2 separate regions of the Zea mays genome follow, and region 2 is linked to region 1. The links are chromatin contacts, called in public Hi-C maps. All regions are on one chromosome and are shown on one strand. The core of a region is the stretch at or near the end of the contact, and the rest is flanking DNA. Distances in the headings are between cores, read along the strand shown. Region 1 holds the start of LOC100279372 (putative SERRATE-related C2H2 zinc-finger family protein). Region 2 holds the start of LOC100283121.

Evidence for each region. Hi-C and Micro-C count contacts between places; a contact is called where the count stands out from the background.
Region 2: a Hi-C map of leaf mesophyll shows a contact between it and region 1, with 4 times the contacts expected there. The contact joins the promoter of LOC100283121 here to the promoter of LOC100279372 in region 1. A contact is called at or near these places in 5 of 25 Hi-C or Micro-C datasets (bundle sheath, ear, leaf and 2 more).

The regions. Positions count from the first base shown.
Region 1 is chr5:57,613,603-57,619,979 of Zm-B73-REFERENCE-NAM-5.0, reverse strand. LOC100279372 (putative SERRATE-related C2H2 zinc-finger family protein) reads left to right here and starts at 1,927. Exons shown (of 12, transcript NM_001152388.1): 1 at 1,927-2,414; 2 at 2,505-2,590; 3 at 3,272-3,326. The coding sequence starts at 1,936.
Region 2 is chr5:57,853,869-57,860,649 of Zm-B73-REFERENCE-NAM-5.0, reverse strand. It overlaps LOC100283121, which reads right to left and starts at 3,871. Exons shown (of 4, transcript NM_001156023.1): 1 at 3,550-3,871; 2 at 3,375-3,469; 3 at 2,094-2,544. The coding sequence starts at 2,516.

The DNA of each region.
Region 1 (6,377 bases), core at 678-3,177:
ACATTCCGGACTGCCATGACGAAGGACTTAGCCATGACAGCTGCATTACCTCTGTATGAGGATATTGTTGCCTCATAGCTCATCAGAAATTGTTTTGGGTCTGAGTGCCCATCGTACATTGGTAGCTGAGATGGCTTGTAAGATTGTGGCCATAGAATAGCCTGCAGTTCTGCTGTCAAGGGAGAAGCATCATCAAAAGTAAAGGTATCATGATTAAAATCATCATACCATCTATCTTCGTTGAATAAGCCTTCCTGACGAAGCTCCCTGTGTTGGGGCCTTCGATCTTGTTCATCTTGAGCAAGATGACACACTTCTTCAGTAGCTTCGTCAATCTTCCTTTGAAGATCGGCCAGCCGAGCCATCTTCTCCTTCTTCCTTTGCACTTGTTGATGAATGATTTCCATATCCCTGATCTCTTGGTCCAACTCCTCCTCCTGGAGTGTTGGACTGGTGGCCTTCCTCTTCTAGCTTCGAGCCTATCGGAGAGAAAGAGTTTCCTGGTTTGGGTCCAGAGGCTGCAGCGCAGCAGCCCCTGACGCTGAAGCTTTCTTCGGCGGCATGACGAAGGTCAGGGCTTGCCGAAGGTGGTCGAATGAGTTCACCAGAGGTGGGCGCCAATGTTGGGGACTTGTTCTCAAATACTATGAATTAAGAACAAGACAACATAGAATGTTAAATGTTAATGCCCTTCGTCCTTCGAAGCATTATCTCCCTTAGGATATAATGATCTTCAGACGAAGGTCATGAAGGACATACCTTCATCATCGTAGTATATGTTAACAAGAGAAGAAGTGTATGAGATATAAGAGACAACATGAACGATCATATAACATTATCACTTCATCCTCATTATATTAACATGGAAAAATAAAGACAATATTGAGTTACATATGTACCTTCGACTTGACATAAGGTAAAAAGTACAAGCGTGACGCACAAGCGAGTACCAGTCAGCATGAACAGTACAGGGGTACTGTTCATCTATTTATAGGCACATGACGCAGCCTGTGTAAATTTACATCATGCCTTTTATATTTACTATTGACTTATGGATAAACCAACAGGACTGAATAACCTTTTCCCCTTTAGGTCGGTTCATCTTTCCGCCATTTAGTCGAAGTTTCTTTACATGTAGCTTCGGAGCAGCATCATCCTTCGTCTCAATCATGCTTTTCACATAGCGTATGATTTTAATCCGAGTCCGAAGGTACCTGTTCATATGTCACACTTGGAAAACATTGTTAAATCATGTTTTTGAGAACCTTCGGAAGACGAAGGCTCCCAACAGATGACAACACAATTCCACGCAGCGAATTGGATGTCACCAAATTTCAATTCAATTGTTTGGATGCCACCGAATTGGAGTTTAGAATTGTGTGGTCCAATTCCACTCAATACATAGGGGTGATGCTCTGTATTTGAAAAGACAAGAATTGAGTATCTGATTCCAAATCTTATTTTCATGTGCAAACAAACAACATAGGCCATGTTTGGTTTCATTTAGTCTTAGGACTAAACTTTAGTCTTAGGACTAAACTTTAGTCCCTACTTGTTTGGTTTTAGGGACTAAATAGGTTCTAAAGTCATTAAATACATTGTCCAAAGACTTAAATGCTCTTGGAATACACTCACGTGGGCTTTTAGTCTCCTTTAGCACCTATGTGAAGGACTAAAGACTAAATCATTTTAGTCCATATTTTAGTCCTAGTGTTTGGCAAAAAAAAGGACTAAATGAGACTAAAAACTAGAGACTAATCTTTAGTCCCTCTAACCAAACACCCCCATAATCTTGGAAAGTTGATTCCAATTCATAATTCTGTGGTCTAATATATACATCCAACGGTATTAGGGAAGTTGTCCTAAAATCGTGATTGTTCTTAAACTGTACACGTATACATCGGTCAATCTCTGCCGTTCCTAACACCAGATTTCATGATGCTTCCGTCATCTACTATCTCGTGTATCAGTCCCCGCCGGCTTCCGTCCCCAATTACTCGCTCAAACCCTAGCCCCACCGCGCGAATGGCCGATGTGCTTGACCCGGCCTCCGACGCGCCGCGCGCGCGCCGTCCGCCGCCACCTCCCCCGGATAGCCCGGAGGACCGCTCGCCGCAGCTGCCCCCGCCTCCACCCGGGGGCCCCCCGGCGGCGAGCCGGAAGCGGAGTCGCTCTCCGCCGCCGCCGCCGCCGCCTCCGCTGGGTTCGTCCCGGCCCCAAAGGTATCGGGACCACCGCAGCGGCGGAGGGCGGGGCGGGAGCAGCCCCAGCCCGCCGCCGTACCGGGGCAGCCGCCGCCACTCGCCGTCCAGGAGATCCCCGTCGCCGCCATTCAAGCGGTCGCGGAGGGACGACGGGTACGACCGCCGCGGGGGCCGCGGGAGCCCGCCGCGTTACGGGTACGATGATAGGAGGTGAGGGGCTTTGGCTCAATCGTCCGTCGGGGTTTCTGTGCACGGAAAGTTTTTGCAGGTGGTATGTGTGCTTACCGTGTGGTTGTTCAGGCGAGGTTATGACCATGAGCGAGGTGGCGGCAGAGGTGGGTATGAAGATGACAGGAACCAGGGCAGATATCTGAACCGTGCTCCAGGTGAGGACTCTTCTCATGCAAAGTTCAGTTGTAGGAATATATTAATAATCTTGGTAATAGAAGATCTAAAGTAACAAATGTGAATATAAATTTAAAATTGAAAAAGATGGAGATCTTCGTGTACTAGTTGTTACTCCCTAGTCTCTCCAGCATTCTTGTGTTTTTCCTGAAGTCTGGTAAAGACATGTGGTTATTCCAAGATGTCGGTGCACAGGAGTCCAAGCAACTAGCACTGGTGATTTAACACACATACCAGTTTTGAAGCAAGCGTTACATGTGGCCTTGAGTCCTTGACGGATAGGAAGGCGCCAGCTAGCTGTATATTACTTTTTGTGAAGCATCACTGGAACCGCATGCATAGTATGGAACCAAATCCAATTAATACGGGCACCTTGGCATGGCATCAAAGGGCTGGATTAATTTCCTCTTTGGTATGTGCAATCCATCTATTCGTGCATTAGAAAACGGACCAGAGGGAGTAGTTCGTTTGTTCTTGCTGTGACCTTACAGTACAATGTTGATCACATGAACCTTCTCAACTTAAGTAGCTATATGTTCTCTGCTTCTATATAAAATGGCTGTTCTTTAGTTTTATGTCTGGCGACAAATAACTTGTGACGAATGACTTGTTATTTGTTTATGATTTATGACAATCACTTGACATGCAACTTCTGTACCCAGATTGGCCTGATTCGGGGTACGGAGCGGCCAATGATGGTCCAGGGGTCACCCAAAGGTACTGATGATGTAACTAATGACAGATTTTTTTTGTTTGCTTTTTTGAATCTTCGTTATGAGCCACTTCAAAATTTTGTCTTGCGGGGTATTGGTTGCTATCACTGTATATAAGAGTCATCAGAACTCATCACTGCTTGTGGAGAATTCAAATCAAGCTCATATTGTCAAGTGCTCTATGCATTGTTAACGGGTAGAGAATCTTCTCAGAAAATTCCCCATATTTGATGTTCGGAAGCAAAAGATGTGGATGATTTATCAGGCCAAAGTTTCTGTCTACCACAACCTAATTACTCTTGTTACCCACCACCAGCAAGCCTTCTGCTCTCTTTACAGTTTGTGCTGCTACAACAAATAGCTTCCTCCAGTATACCACTAGTATATGTATATATTGAGATGCAGCTATATACTCGAAAGCAGAATCCATATATGTTTCGGATGCAGTCAAATGGAGAATCTGATGAGAACATTCTCTATCCGTTAACAATCAATTGGCAGAGGCTTCGTTTGGAACTCACAAGCGCTCTTTTCTTCACAATGTAATATGAGACCATTCACAGTTTTTTCCCAGCATATCACATTATGCATACATTTATACTGGCAATTCCTTAAATTAACAATTCATAACACTTAAGAAATTTATACTTCTGAACAATATTGGTTCCTGGTTTCTGTATTACTGCAATGAAGCTCCTACTCATTGATGACCCTGCCAAGGTTTTCAACTCGATAAGTCGAGTCAAGCTGTCAAGGTACCGACTTGGTGACTAGTCGGTAAGTCAGTCGACTAGTCGCCGACTTGCCAATATAGTGGCTGTTTTGCCTATATAATGGCTTCATATAGACAATATAGCATTTATATATGAAGAAAGGGCATGTTTTACCTCATTTGAAGCCTGAAATTGAATGAAACTGAAATAAACAGCAAGGCTTACCTCATTTGAAGCCTCAAACTGAACCAAATCAGCCACATAAGTGATTAGTCATAAACTCATAAGTCATAACAGCCATATATAGACATATAGTTAATAGTTCAAATTGGAAATCAAATAGAATCTTCCATCTCCCTAGAGCTTGTTGTGAGGGCGGGGGAGGGGAGCAGGACTCACCAGTGCAGATGAGGGGCGGCGTGCAGAGGAGGGGTGGCGGCCAGAGGAGGGGCGGCATGCAGAGGAGGGGTTGCAGGCGGCCAGAGGTGGGCGGCGTGTAGAGGAGGGGCTGGAGGCGGCCAGAGATGTTGGAGGTAGGGTTTATGTTGTATAATGGGCCTTTGGGCTGCTTGGGCCGAACTGGGACACAAGTCGGCCGACTTGCCAGACCAAGTCGACGACTAGTCGACTGAGAATTTCCAGTCGTTTCCAAGTCGCCCGACTTGCCAGAAAAGTCGAGCCGACCTCACCAGTCGAGATCCCAGGGCCGACCCGACGACTAGTCGCCGACTTGAAAACAGGGGACCCCGCTTTAGAGGAGGGACATGCATGATTCTTATTCCTAATATAGCATGGGTCATTACAGGTCATTTTCTCTTAAAAATGAACTGCCTGATAATTTTGCATGCTGTTGAGAGTTGATTTATACTTTCTCTGTCCTTATTTAATATTTTGTATGTTCATGCTTGTGCTAACTTAAAGGAAAAGCACAGATCACTGCCCCCGATTAAATTTGTTTTATCCTGCCACCTATGCAATTTCATTTTTTCCCTCCTATTTCACCCATCTTTAATTTTAGCGACCAATGAATCATATGCAAAATGAGATGATGCCCCATTTTACTCACCTCTTTGAAATTCTTTAACATCATATGAGAAAAGGGGAGGCTTGGCGCAGTGGTAAAGCTGCTGCCTTGTGATCAGGAGGTCGCGGGTATGAATCATGGAAACAGCCTCTTGCAAATGCAGGGAAACACTGTGTACTATAGACCCAAATGGGTCTGACCCTTCCTCGGACTCCGCGCAAGCGGGAGTACATGCACCGGCTGCCCGTTTTTATCAAATGAAAAATAAAGAGAATTCTTTTCCACTACAATAAATAAATAAGATACAAAATACCATCGTGTGCCTGTGTTCAATAAACCTTAGGTGCCGTTTGGTTCACATATTTGTAACGTGATGGGTAACTAATAACGTTAGATAATAACGATAGATCATGTTTGTTTAGGTCCAACCGTAATCAGATACCACACTAGGAACTAACACCGGCCTATTCAAACTTGTTATTACTGGTACTCGAGCAGTGTTATTAAAACTACGTTTAAACGTCAAAACTCTAATTAGAGGTTGAAACCACGTTTTAGCGTTTTGGCGTTCTAAACTGTAAAACGCAGTGTTTTATGCATTTTAGACTATTAGCTACTTTTGAGCCCAGTCTATTAGTTACTTTTGGGGTTCAATCCAACTCTTGGGTGAAGTTTTGGTAAGCCAGTAACCTCTCTGTTTTGGTATTTAACTTCATATTATTGTCTGAAATTATGATGTATTGGTATTTTTCCTATGTTGTTTAAAACTACGTTTAAACAAAGTTTAAACGTTTAAAAGTCAAAATTTCACCCATGAGCGTTCCAACGTTTTATCGTTTTAATAACCTTGTACTCGAGTGTGAATCATTACCGTTGCCATTTACGTTACATTTCGTGAACCAAACAACACCTTAGTGTCTACTGTTGGAATTAGGAAGGCTCAATTATATTTTGATTGGGATCCTTACCGTCTAAACAATTCTCGCTCAGTGTGCATAAAAGCACTCTGGCAATCTGGGTTGAAGACCTCATATGAACTCCATGTGCATGTGGAAGCATGCTAACTTCACAAATGAACAACAATGAAACAAATAAAAGCTTTCTTACTCTGATACTCTTGGGTTTGGACAGGCTTACAGCATACCCCCCAGGGAGTCCAGGAGGTATTCATTTGATCAGATGTCTGACCTAATCCAAATGAAACAAATCAGTGATTGTTACTGAAGACTACAGTTGCATACCAAATTCTTACTCATACATTTTTTATGAATATTTATGAGCACTCAATTTTGTATAATCTTCTGATTTGTTTAAGTTT
Region 2 (6,781 bases), core at 2,622-5,121, 240 kb before region 1:
GTATGTGGTCCAAGTTTATCCTTGTCCCCAATAACTTGTCTGGGTTGCTAACAAATCATATCTTCTCACAACCACTCCCCTAAGATCTGTGGTCCAAGCTTGAAGCCAAGCCTACATTTGCTCATATGATTCTCTCATGTTAGGACCATATAGTATTATTTTCCAACATCTCAGCTTCAGATAGTAGTTTCAAATGCTGTTTTAGTGTGGTTTGGTGTGGTGGTGGGGTTATACTCGTCTTTTTTTCCTGTTTAATGAAACGATACTCAGCTCTCCTTTGTATTTGAGAAAAAAAAGAAATGCAACTTGTTAGATAGTAGTTTCAGATGCTTTTTTAGTGCTCTCCTTTGTATTCGTAAAAAGAAAAAGATATACAATAGTTTCAAATGCTGCCATGTCTAACTTGGCCAAACTTCTGAGATGGGTTAATGTTCTGGAAATGTAAATAGCTGTTGACTTCAGATTTTCGGAAAATATAACCGTATGCTGTGTTCAGTCCAGAATTATAAATGATTTGCAGTTTTACGCATGAATAAGACAAACTACTAAGAAATAATAGAACTCTGGATGTCAGTATGAAATTAGAGTATGGTTGAAGTTTCAACAAGGCAACAGGTTATCCGATATGATATCTCAAAAGTAGAAAATTCCCAACGCTGTGCTTTCAAATGGATATTGGCCCACTTGTGCCTTTGCCTGAACCAGGAAAGGTACCCAGCCAAATGACTACTGACTGAGTTGAAGGTGCCTTTTATCCTCCTTGAGAAAGTAACAAGAGATGCCACCATTATAACTAGGGAGGTACCAATTTCGGTATCTTGTTGCCTTTCCAATGACCATAGAAACATCATGCTGAAAAGCCAATATGACTCGTTCCCACCTTAACCACAAAGAGAAATGGTGAATGGAACAGATTCCCATGCTCATATAAGGCTTGTCCAGATATACAAATCTAACAAGTTGAACTCAGCAAGAATAACCTCATATCATCCAAAGTGATAACCGATGAGGGCATATCTAGTGCTAAAAGCTCCAACAGAAGGTGGGAGTCAGGAGAAGGGAACTTCTATACAACCTTAACCCTTGCTTAATTTTGCAAAAATGCTGGTTCAGACCCAGGACCTCCAGGCCACAAGTGTAGCAAGCATGTTCTTTTCATATAAGCCAAAGTACACTAAGAAAATAGATGCTTGATCCATGGTTGTGGATCCAAATCAGACTAACGAAACCACTACTGTATCACCATATATGTACTTCTGGTAAATTAACCAAACAGAATACTTAAATTAAACAGTATCTAGCCAACCACACCACTGGAAGATCGTGTTGCCAAATATGACTAGCATAGCTTATGACAAGGCTGCAAATTCTCAGCCCTATTTTCTGATCTGCATAAGGGCAAGAATCTCATATCTCAATAGGATATACCAGAAATTCCTAACGATGGCATTCAGATTGAGCATAATGCACAGACAAACAAGTGCAAGTATTGGGTTACTTAGTGGCTACCTTTTATGTCAAATGTCCTATGTCGAGGTGGCAAAATATTGTTGTGTTTCTGTTTACTAGTTCATAGCATGTGCTAACACTACCGCAGCATTTCAGGGGTGCGCATGAAAACAACCAAATGATGATATTTGTTTCCATAGTTTAAGTTTCACGCTAAAAAATAATCTCATGAAGTTGGTATCTCGAATACACAACCATGTGCTCAGAAGTAGAACATCACAATTCATCTTCAGACCCTAACACACAATCTTTTGTATGCCTTTGGGAGCATTGTCTTTGGCTTCATTCCCATTGAACTTCAATAAGTCAATAAAAAAACAGGTCCTCCATTTATCTCCATTCTGATACATGCAATTATTGGGCTGAATTTTGCCGATTTCAGTGCACATGACAGAATTGTATCAATTTGATAGTAGATTCAGTGTGACAACAGAAATTACTTAATGCCCCTCAGTTCATGTGAGAAAATGATCATACTTTCTCAATGTAATGACTGATGACAGATTACTGAACATATATACATCAATAAAGAAACAAGAGCAAAGGACATAACTATTTGAAAACAGGATCCTTGCGAAACTTACCTGAAAAAGGAAATACTGGCAGTGGTCATTGGATAGTGGTTGAGATGACTTAATTATTTGATGCAGATCAGTGTCCATGAGCTCATAAACCAAGTAAACGTCCTTGAAGCTCCTTCTATGCGCAGGCATCATTATGTCCTTGAGAGCAATAACATTCTCGTGCCTCAGGTGCCGAAGGAGTTTCAGCTCTCTCAGCGTCCTTAGCGCATCCACACGGTTGTCAAAGACGTTGTTTATCTTTTTTATCGCGACTTTTTCATTGGTCTCGCGGTTAACAGATGAGCAAACGATTCCGTAAGCTCCTCTTCCGATGGGCTTGATCGGCACGTACTTGGTGTCGATCTCAAACAGTGTCTGCCACATAGTATAGTAATGCTTTCCTTGACTTGCCATGCCATTGGGGGGATCCACCATCATCGCCATTTTCTGCCAAGGAGCACACGCCAATGACCTAGTAGGAGATAAAATTATAAGAAACCAAAAGGTGAAGCGTCATCAACTCTTTTAAGAGAATAGGTTAGCTTTCCTAATACTACACGCAGGGAACACCAAGTCATGTCATACGAACCGTGTAATTTTCTTAATACTGTACACTGGGAAGACCCAGTCAGGTTGTACAAACCGTTTAACAGACAACAGAGTGAACTTGTGCAAATTTCTTACTTTTGCTAGTAGCATGAACAAAAATAATGAATGAATATGCTCTTTGCAATGATGCTACGAAGAATTCAAATTGTTCGTTTTTTTTTGACCAGTTGGACTTTGATAAGCATACTTCCTAAGCGAAGGCAAGGTCCCACTTTGATAACATGCTGTAACCCCCAATTCCCTAATCTCTCTGAAACGACTTTGACAAAACGAAAAGAGAGGCAAGAGTCTGTCTTATGTCCAAATCTTTTTTTTTGGTTCGTGGAGGGAGCATGCATTAAACGAGCACGTCATACGCACACGCACCCCTAATCCAGTCCCAACCTCACTGGAGCGCCAATTCCCGCGGCAGGCAGCGTTGATTGGACTCCACCATAGTCGGACGCGGCTCCCCGAGCTAAGATCGTCCGACGAGGAGGCAGAGCAGTGAGCACCGCCACCGATAAACAAACAGATATAAAGAAAAAGAAACACGGAGGGTGGAAGCTCAAGCTCGGATCCCCACCCGTCCCTCCCTTCCGCCGCCGCTCGTCGCCGGTCTGGCAGCGTGCGGAGTCGAGTGCCGCGGCGGATCGGCCGGACCGAGAACCGAACGCACGCAAGGCATAGGAAGCGGGCACAGGTCGTAGGTACCTCGGGAGTAGGGGCCGGGGGGGCGCGGTCGTCCGCCGCCCGCTTACGCTGTCATCGTCGCCAGGATGGCACGGCCGGGCAGGATCCGCCGCTCACTGCACGGGCAAAAAAGGAGGGGCGTGAGCTGCGGTCGGGATTCGAAGCGCTGGGGCGCGGGGAGTGGAGCGCCACCCACCGTCACCGCCTCCGGCACGCGCGGCGCGGCGTCCACCGGCCGCCGCCGTAGCAGATCTGGAGCCGTGCGTGGAGCGGAGCGGGGAGGGGGGATGTTGGGGCAGGCGGGCGCGGTGGGAGGCTGGGATGGGAGCTAGCGGGCGAGACAAGAGAGAGCGAGGCGCGGGCCGGGAGAGCACTGGCGTCGTGGCTTGCTATTTTTATTGGGGAGACCCGCGGCAGAGGGGGGTGCGTGCGTGTGAGGGTGAGTGTGGGAGCAGGCGGCGGCAGCCGAGGCTGCGCAGACGCGGGCACGCGGCAGCCCCGCCGGGCGCGGGGGCGGCTATTTGCCAGCGAGCAAACGGAGCGGAGCTGGCAGTGGCATGGGCGTCATCCGGTGCGCGCCGCGCGGGTGACGTCGGTCGGTCGGTCGCTCTCTCGTCCGTCCGTCCCCACGGCTGCACGGAACGGCAACAGCACAGCACACAACGCCGCCTGTTTCCTTTCCCTTACCGGAACGCCGCCGCACCGGCACCGCTCCACTCGCCCAGGCGCAAAAGCCTGCCCTGCCCGCGTGCGTCGCCCGCCAGCGCCAGCACACCCAACCCAACCCCCAGGCCCCCGCATCGGGCATGTGGGCCGCCGCCTTTCCGCTACGGTTACATCACGCCACGCGGCCGGGCGGGCGGCTTGCTCGTTCGCGTTGCGTCCGTCTCCTCCCCTCCCCTGCTCCATCGCGTGGAAAAGCGCACGCGTCATTGGGCCGCGCTTGCGAGCAGTTCGGCTACGGTTAGGAGGGGCTCCGCTCGTAGCCTTTGCCGCGGCACATGATCATCAGGGGCTCTCCGTCGTCTCTCCGCCAGGCCGCGTGCGTGCGTACATGCATGATGCATGTGGTTGTCTCTTTCACCGTCGGTCGCCATCGCCACGTCGTCGTCCAATGTGCATGCAGGCGCCTGCCGCCTGGCATCTCGCGTTGAGATCCGGCCGCTCCATCCCTTTGCATTTGCAGGAAGCAACGGGTTTCCTTTCCTTCCCTTTCTTCTTGCTTGGAAACGAGTCGATGGAACCTAGAGATGTTCAAACGGATCGAGGCGCCTGGTAAACCCATAACCTAGCACAGTTTTACTCTCACGGTCTGACCCCAACATAACCTAGCGCGTTGGTTAGCAGGCGCGTCACGGTTGGCCCGGCCTAGCCTGACCTGGTTTTATGTTTTCCCATTTTTCTATAAATATCTATATTACACATTATTATAGGTATAAAACATAAAAACATGTGTCATTTTTGTTAAATGGACGTAGATACATTTTTAATTAAATCTAACTATCATGGTTTAAATCTCTATTTCTATATATTTTTAGTTTTTTTTTGCTATTTAAACGTGAGAAGAAAAGAATATGTGAACTTTTCCCTTCGCCGACTTGGATTGGGGTTGGAGCTGAGCTAGCTGCCTTTACGGCTTACTCGTGCCAAGCACCAACGTGCGTGACAGTGTCTAGACAGGGCCTTGATTTGGCTCGTTTCCGATTTTTCAGCCTTTGTCCATGGCTTCTTGCCCCGTGATGACACTACCCACCTAGGGCTTGTTCGGTTATTTTCAATCCATATGGATTGAAGGGGATTGATACGGATTGAGGGGGATTTTGACTTACTAGGGATTGAAACCCCCTCAATCCCCCTCAATCCATATGGATTGAGGTATAACCGAACAAGCCCCTAGCGTGGGGGTTAGCCCGATCAGTTTCTTTGGGTTTTAGAATTTCGGGTATCTAGAGACTATCCAAAATTAGATTGTTCAGATGATATAACCAAAATTTTGGGTAATTATAAATTTTAGGTTCGCATTCCGGTAGCTCGTCCTACCTAAATATCAGTCAGCCTAAACAATTCACTTCTAAATTATACATCAGTCAACTATTATTCGCACATGTTACAAAACAAGAAGTCGACCATATCTTGCCAATGACAATAAATGTTGATAAAAGTGTGAATAACAACAATACCAACGGCATTGATCAAATGATAAATAAATATAACACCAAGAATGCAAGAACCGGCTATGTTCGGGTTTTGAGTTTTGATACTTGCAGCCTGCAGAAGCTCATCGGGTTTCGGGTATTAGGCTAAACAGTTTCGAGTTTGAGTTCTTTTTGAGGGAGGGTCAGACTTCAGGCTCAGATTTTATGCCCAAACTAACTGCCCACGTCTCATGCCTAATGTTTTGCATGTGTGGGCTTTTATACTGAATGATAGCGATGATTTAGACAATCTATGGTTTTTATGTCTCTAATTATGGATTTTGTTTTGGTCTTGAAATGGTACTCCCTCCGTCCCAAAATATAAGTCATTCCAAGATTTTTGTAGAGTCAAAGTTTTTAAAGTATGGTGGCATAGAAGATGGAAGGTGACGGTGAGTGTGATTCGAAAAGTTTGTGGAATAAGATTTTCAAAGGACTTGATGAATGTCGGGACCATAATTAGGGCTACCCCCAAGACTCCTAATCTCAGCTGGTAACCCCCATCAGCACAAAGATGCAAAGGCCTGATGGGCGCGATTCCGGTCAAGGCTCCGTCCACTCAAGGGACACGATCTCGCCTCGCCCGAGCCCAGCCTCGGGCAGGAACAGTAGACCAAGGTAGATTCACGCCTCACCCGAGGGTCTCCTCAAGCAACGGGCGCACCTTCGACTCGCCCGAGGCCCAGTTCGGGTGGGCTTCGCGGAGAAGCAACCTTGGCCAGATCGTCACGCCAACCGACCGTATCGCAGGAGCATTCAATGCAAGGATCGCCTGACACCTTATCCTGACGCACGCTCCTCAGTCGACAAGGCCGAAGTGACCGCAGTCACTTCGCCACTCCACTGACTGACCCGATAGGAAAACAGCGCCGTCTGCCCCGCTCCGACTGATGTGCCGCTCGCCAGAGTGAGGCCGACAGCAGCTAAGTCCAGCCTCGGGCGCCGTAGGAAGCTCCGCCTCGCCCGACCCCAGGGCTTGGCCCCCGTCTCGGCCTCGGAAGACGGTCTCCGTCTCGCCCGACCCCAGGGCTCGGACTCAACCTCGACTCCGGAAGACGGTCTCCGCCTCGCCCGACCCCAGGGCTCGGACTCTACCTCGACTCCGGAAGACGGTCTCCGCCTCGCCCGACCCTATAGATGGCCAAACGGACCGGCACGGCCCGTCGCCGGCACGGCCCGCCAGGCCCGGCTAGCGAAGCGTGCCGTGCCCAGATGGGCCGGCGTGCCGCTGCC